2 separate regions of the Mus musculus genome follow, and region 2 is linked to region 1. A link is a contact called in public Micro-C data. All regions are on one chromosome and are shown on one strand. The core of a region is the stretch at or near the end of the contact, and the rest is flanking DNA. Distances in the headings are between cores, read along the strand shown.

Region 1 (3,058 bases), core at 163-2,662:
GCTATCTATGCAAAAGGATGAAACTAGATGCCCAACTCACACATACATGAACAAAAACTCAAATGTTTTGATCCAAAATTAGAATTAGCTAAAACTGCAAAACCCTAAGAAGAAAACGTAAGAGTTTTGTGACCTTGAATTAGTCAAGTAGATTTATCAACAAAGGATACATGATAAATGAGAAAAGTATATCAAGTGGGCCACATCAGAATTAAAGTAGCTTTTCCATGCAAAGGCTAGATCTATTAACTAGCTCACATCTGAAAACATTAAAAACTACTAACACTTGTGGAATATCTATTGTGCAATAGACATGATTCTTAGTACAGCTCACTCAATACATCATTATAAGGCAAGACTTATTATCTATTTTATAAATTTGAAAAACAAAGAAAGAATACAATGAAATAATATCAAGACCATAATGTAAGTAAGTAGTGGAATAAACACCCAAACCTATGCATTTATTCCAAAGTTACTGCCACTGTATTAATAATAGGGTCAAAAAACATAATTTCATGATTGGAAGATATATATTTAGGTCAAGTCTCAAGAGTAGGTTCAGAATAATTAGTCAAAAACCTCAAAAACAAAAGAGGAGAAAATGTTGTATTCCCACCCTTGGGCAGTGTTTTGCTCACAGATTATACACTGTAAAACTGCTATGCTAACAGTACAGCCCCTCTTTCACCCTCAGGGTGTTCAAGACTCATTACACCATGGAGAGCCTACCTTTGCTCATCAAACTGAACCATGCCTCTAGGTGGACACTTAGAAACTAGTTTTTAAGCCCTTAGACTGTAGCCTACAGCATCCCTAACTGATACAGCTTACAGATATGTACCTAAATAAAATCAAAGTTTAGTAAATGAAACTGTTTAGTAAGTAGTGATTTTTTCAATTTTCATTTTCTTCATCTTTTGAAAAATACTGGTAAATTTCTTTCTGACCAACATTTTAAACCTAAAAGGTTGACACAAAACTAGAGAAAAATAAATATCAAGATTATCTACTTTTCCATAAATTAAAAATCTTTATGTACCTCCTACTAAGCTTCAATGTATAGTTGATGATCTGTACTAAATGAAAACAGGATTCAGTAATAAATCCCATAGTTATACAAACAGCAAACTAATGGTTTTCTCACAGACAAACACTCAAACACCTATTTTCAAATAGAACAGGCATACCACTGCTTAATGAGATTGTCATTTATTACCTCCAGGCCAAGTTCCAAAGACACAAGGGTGAACTTGCCATTTCCAGTGTTACTGCTATCACAGCAGATAAACTTAAGCACACACTGAACACTAGGGAAGAAGGAGCCAGAAACCCATGTGTAACAGTCTCCTGACACAGTTATGTCTGTCTCGAGAGCAACAGATGCAGCCACGTATGTGTTCTCCTCTAGGAGCTTAGTAGTAAGGATCGTCATCCTAGTAAGGGGAGGAAGGGTGAATGTAGGTTGATAACAGAAGTCCCAGAGTCTGGGTAAATTAAAAAGGGTTGCGATGTGACTCATCTGGTAGCTAATCACCTAGTATGTACAAAATCTAATCCCAGCACTTGGGAGGTAGAAGCAGGAAGATCAGACAATCAAGATCATCTTCAACTACATTTCAAGGTTGCAGCCTGGACCACGTAAAACTGCTTGAAAACACAAAACGGGGTAGGAGTGGGGGTTGTCAAATATATAAAGTTCTATATGAGTGCTCTATCTGTATGTACAGCTGCAGTTAGTAAGTGATCAGTTGATAGTGGCTAGATCAATGACAGTATAAATGAAATATAACAGTATGTACTCTGAAAAATTGTTCAGTCATCCAGTCATATTTAACTACTTAAACCACAAAGACCTAGAAGCTAATACAAAAATCCCAAAGAAGGCATGCAATTAACCAGTACCCACTGCTGAGCCCACTGCCTACTTCAATGTGCTGTTTAGTTTTATGTTCTGTTGTCACCTCAATATAAATAGCAGCCTTAGACAAGGTAGCTACAAGCTCCTATGCATACTGAACGCAGGTTCAAACTTCACTTCTCATCTCTGCATATGCAATGATGCAGATACAGCATCAAAACAATTTACAAAAAAAGAAGTTAAAGTAAATTTTGTTTTGGTCTGAGTTATAAAGGAAGAAATGCACACTCATGCACTTGGACACATACAAAGGACAAAAACACCCTACATATTAAGCACAGTAATTAAAAATAAAAAACAAAATTGTAAAGTACAATTTAGGTCACTAGTGTCCTATGTAAGCACAAAACTTGCTGCAAGAAAAAAAATCAACATTGCAAATTTAGTAAATGTGGTAAGAGGTGTGCTCATCTCCTGAGATTTGAATATACAAAGCATTTCTGATGTAGGATAAGTCATGAGATGATTTAAAATAAATCATAGTAAAGTGTCTGTTTAAAATGTTTAGGATTTTTATTAAAAATGTAAATATAATGGGAAGTATAAATTTGACCACAGATCTGTTTTATAACAAATGAAGACAAATAATACTATAAAACAAGCATTAGTAATATCAAATAATTTTTTATTATTTTAATCAGAAGCCTATAGGATATCCTTTTGACAACAAGAATGCATTTAACATCTGGATTTGTACAAGTGGAAAGCTACTACAATTTCAGGAGGAAAGAAAAATGTGTTTACATTATAGGGTAGGGAAAAGATTTAAATCATCGCCTTCACTGCTGCCTCTACTCCTCACAATGAAACTTGCTGACAGATATGATGCAGCAGAGCTCATCATTCTCTGGCCAGCTCTCTACTCCCTGACACTGCACTTAGTCCATTTTCTCCACCACAGACACCTGGCAAATTCCCCTGTTCACAGAAAAATGGCCTACTTAGTACCACCTGCCAAAACACTTGTCTCTCTCTTCCTCTCCTAAAGGGCCATGGAACGCTCAGTCTAACAGCAGCTTCAGGAGACTAGCATCCTCCATGGTTTGTTTTCAACATCAGAAGCCTTAAGCCCCCAGCAGACTGAAGGACCAGTCGTTTGAGGCTTGTACGCAATGAGAAAATGATCAAATGATGAGA
Region 2 (3,426 bases), core at 786-3,285, 33 kb after region 1:
AAGTTCTGGGATGACACTGCTGAGCTCAGTCTGACACTTATTGCTGTGAGACCTTAGGAATGATAGTTCAACTCTTTCTCAAGTTTCCACACTTGTTAATTGGAAAAAAGTCAATGTATTTACTTTATGGAATTAATGAAAAATAAATTGAGAGAGAATGTATTCTATTTACATGTATTATATCATATATTTTGGAAGTGTCTGCTAACAATTTTGACTACAAAGCAAGTAGAAATTCTACAAAGCAGAATCAGTGGTCAAACCCCACAGGATGCTGCTTTGATATATGACCCACCACAGAGATCAAATCTGGCTTCCTGAGAAGTCTGAAAATTATTACCAACTTGTCACAACAGGAAACAGAAAGCCTATCACCAACATGACCTGGACATTTGCCATTTTTCTACCAAAAAGCCCAGAACTTTAACAAATCTGTTCTTCTGAACTCCATATATTCAGAATCAGAATAATTCTTTAAAGTTTTCATAAGGTACATAGACGGCACTATTTCCAAGCAATGACCTTAGTTATTTATACTGACCTCTTAAAATAATTTGAGCTGCCACTCAAAGAGAGGCTTTGAAGTAAGTAGCAAAGGGAGAGGAAGGGGCAGGGGTTGAACAGTATCTGTGATAAATTCTGTCAACACCATATAAACATTCAATGTGAGAAAATACCCATACGTCATACACTTAAATTTAAAGCCATATTTAAAAAACAACAAACAACACATCAGCAGAAACAGCACCTCTCAAAACTGCTCAACAACATCCACATAAGCATTGGACTTCTTGTATATACTCCCGAACTGAAAAACCATTTTTTTTTTTTGTAATTTACAGAGGTATGTAAAACTGACCCAAGGAAAATAATCTAAATTTTTCATGGGTAAAAAGTACATCTACAAAGTATCAGTTATATATAAGCCACAGTGATCGTGCAGGAACTGAATACACGGCTCAAAAAAAGTTTGCAGAACTGAACTTTTTAAATTTTATACTCGCACACGCGGAGAGGTATTAAAAGGTTTGGTCCAATTGTCTTAAAGAGTCATCCTTTTCAAAGGAAATCGAAATCTCGGCCTAGAATTAGAACACACCCGATGAATATGCAATTAACTTCCTTGTGGTCTAATTTTAAAACGCCATACTTTAAATAAAGCACACAGGACGAAAAGTTCTCTAAAGTAACTTCTGTTTCAACAAGTTTACTACCAAAACGCAAATATCCACACAAAAAATGATTTGATATGCATAAGTCTAAAGACCAAATAAGATAAAATAAAAAAACCTAAACGTTTTTAAACTTGAGCAAACTGTAAATTCAAGACTAATTCTGTGCTGGTTCCTAGTTTTTAATTCTACGTATAGGTCCTTCGAAGGTTCCGGGAGGGAACAGGAGAGATTTTAATGGGCTGGACAGCAGGTAGGTGGGCACCTCGGCCAGAGCCCGGCCTCGCGGTCCACCGTCAAGGCGTGAAGCTGACAGCTGGCGACTCACCTTGCAGCTCAGAGGCATAGCAAGCTGGGCGGCTGGTGGCTGCGCTGCCTGTGGACCCCGCATCTGCTTGCGATCGCGCGCCAGCCGCCCCGGGAGCTTCACCGGGACACCGCTGCCGGGTGGCCACCCCGGCGGACTTTACTGCTACCGGCCTTTCAGGAGAGGTTACGTAAAGGCGGCCAGGTGGGACCGGCGGAGGCTGGTTTCAGGGTGAAGTTCAATCCTCCGGCTCCAGCGGGCCCTCAAACCAACCCGCCTCTGCCCCGACTGGAGGCTCACTGCGCTCTCCAAGGACTACAGGAGCAGTCGCGCTCCACCTCGGGAGGAAAGTAACGCGGTTCTCACGCCTCCGCCCACTCCAGCCTCATCCTCCGGACAGACGGACGGACGGCCCGCCCCGAGCGCACCGGCAACGAGCTGGCGAGGTGACAGCCGAGCGATTCCGCGACCAGCCCTGACCCGCTGAACTGGAAGAGAAGCTGCAGGAGTCGGAGCCCGACAGGTGCGTCGCACGCGCGTGACGTCAGCGCGTTGACGTGAACGGCCGCTCGGCGTCCCACCGTCCAAGCACTTCCACGGCCGCACTGGGAGGCACCTCTGCGCCTATTGGTCGGAATGGAGCGATGGGCGTGACCAGGGCGTGGCCGGGAGAAGACCTCCTAGGGGAGCCTCGAAGGCCACGCTGGGCGGCCGAGGTGCCACCTGCTCTCACGTCGCTCACGTTCTCCCCGGCGGAGAAAGCGCTTCGGAAGTGTGCGGTCCCCGGCATCGTGGCAATGCCTGGCTTCCGCTCAGCGGTGAGAAGCCGAAGCAGGCGGAAGCGAGCGTATGACCCCCGGGGTTCCAGAGCCGCGTCTAATGCTACAGGGCCTGTAATGGTGTACAGAGTGTACTACGGTATCATCCAGCCTTATGCGCCGTCGCAGGTTATGCGCTTTAACAAAAAAATACCAAAGAAAATCCTGATGAGTCCAAATTTAGACACCATGCATTTCCAAAGAGCTGAGGGTTCCACGTGGTCTTACATACTGGGTTCCTGTCGTGTGTCACAATATATAGGAAGCCTGTTCCCCTTGCTCAAGGAGCTGTATTGTGACTCAGCAGGGAGGTGCATAAATAAATTCCTGGCCTCGGCCAGAGCTTGCCCAAGAGCCTGGTGAACAGGTAGGTGCAGTGTTTGTAACTGGACAAGACCTGTGGGACCAGGATGGCAGTCGCCACTGGGTGGCAGAATTAAGACATGTCTTGGTTGAGTGTCTCATGTATATTTATATATCGCCTAATGAATACTAATGTCCTAGTATATTTACTGTCTTACATATATTAAGTGTGACTTGAGCTCTCACTGCTGACATGTAGCCTGATTCTTTTGCAGGGGGAGCGTCTAGATTTTTTATTAAAAGCAGTAGTCATAGCCAATCGATCTATTTTCTATAAAGATGACAGATTCCTTCTGAACTGTTTTAGTTCTTTTGTGAAAGATTACTCCTTTAAGTAGACAAGAAAACTGTCTACTTATACATTTGTTTTCGTTTGTTTGTTTGGTTGGTTGGTTTTTTGGTAACACTTATACACTGATTTGTGAGAATAATTTATTTTAAAACATGTGGTGGGCACAGTTTGTGGCATACCAGAAGTGCTGTGTTCTACTTCAAGCTTGACAGAAGTAAAATACTTAATTTCTGGCATACATCCAACCACACTAGTAGTTCTCAATCTTTACTCTCTTCAGAGAAATAATTTTAACTGTTTCCAGGTTAGATGTAAGCCTTTCTGTAAGTACTCCTGAAGGAAAATGAGATTTTGTAACTTGTGATTCATGTAAAAGAGTTGTCTATGAGCCCGTGGCCTGGGGCCGAGAACAAAGCAGAACAGACAGGGCTGTTGTTAAGACATTCCTAAGAACAGCTTGACTGTAAAAATGAA

What was found. A called contact is a pair of places that touch in the nucleus more often than the background predicts.
Region 2: a Micro-C map of the G1E-ER4 cell line shows a contact between it and region 1, with 4 times the contacts expected there. The contact joins the promoter of Clcn3 here to the enhancer-like site in region 1. A contact is called at or near these places in 5 of 39 promoter capture datasets (the 3T3-L1 cell line, the C10 cell line, hippocampal neurons and 2 more), 2 of 15 datasets of contacts at CTCF or cohesin (CD8 T cells and the NIH/3T3 cell line), 51 of 484 Hi-C or Micro-C datasets (the Ba/F3 cell line, the C10 cell line, CD8 T cells and 35 more), 14 of 115 datasets of contacts at active chromatin or transcription factors (CD8 T cells, the SCID.adh cell line, astrocytes and 8 more) and 3 of 9 other capture datasets (adipose tissue, liver and pancreatic islet).

What each region holds. Positions count from the first base shown.
Region 1 is chr8:60,948,634-60,951,691 of GRCm38.p6, forward strand. The region is part of intron 2 of Clcn3 (chloride channel, voltage-sensitive 3); the gene reads right to left. Among named protein-coding and RNA genes, the nearest start is that of Clcn3, 33 kb to the right of the region's middle. Within about 2 kb of position 1,413, at least 13 of the 459 cell types and tissues checked have an H3K27ac peak or open chromatin away from gene starts, as enhancers often do. A contact at or near this core is called in the G1E-ER4 cell line, the N1E-115 cell line and rod photoreceptor, where this site is marked.
Region 2 is chr8:60,981,276-60,984,701 of GRCm38.p6, forward strand. It overlaps Clcn3 (chloride channel, voltage-sensitive 3), which reads right to left and starts at 2,036. Exons shown (of 13, transcript NM_173873.1): 1 at 1,501-2,036.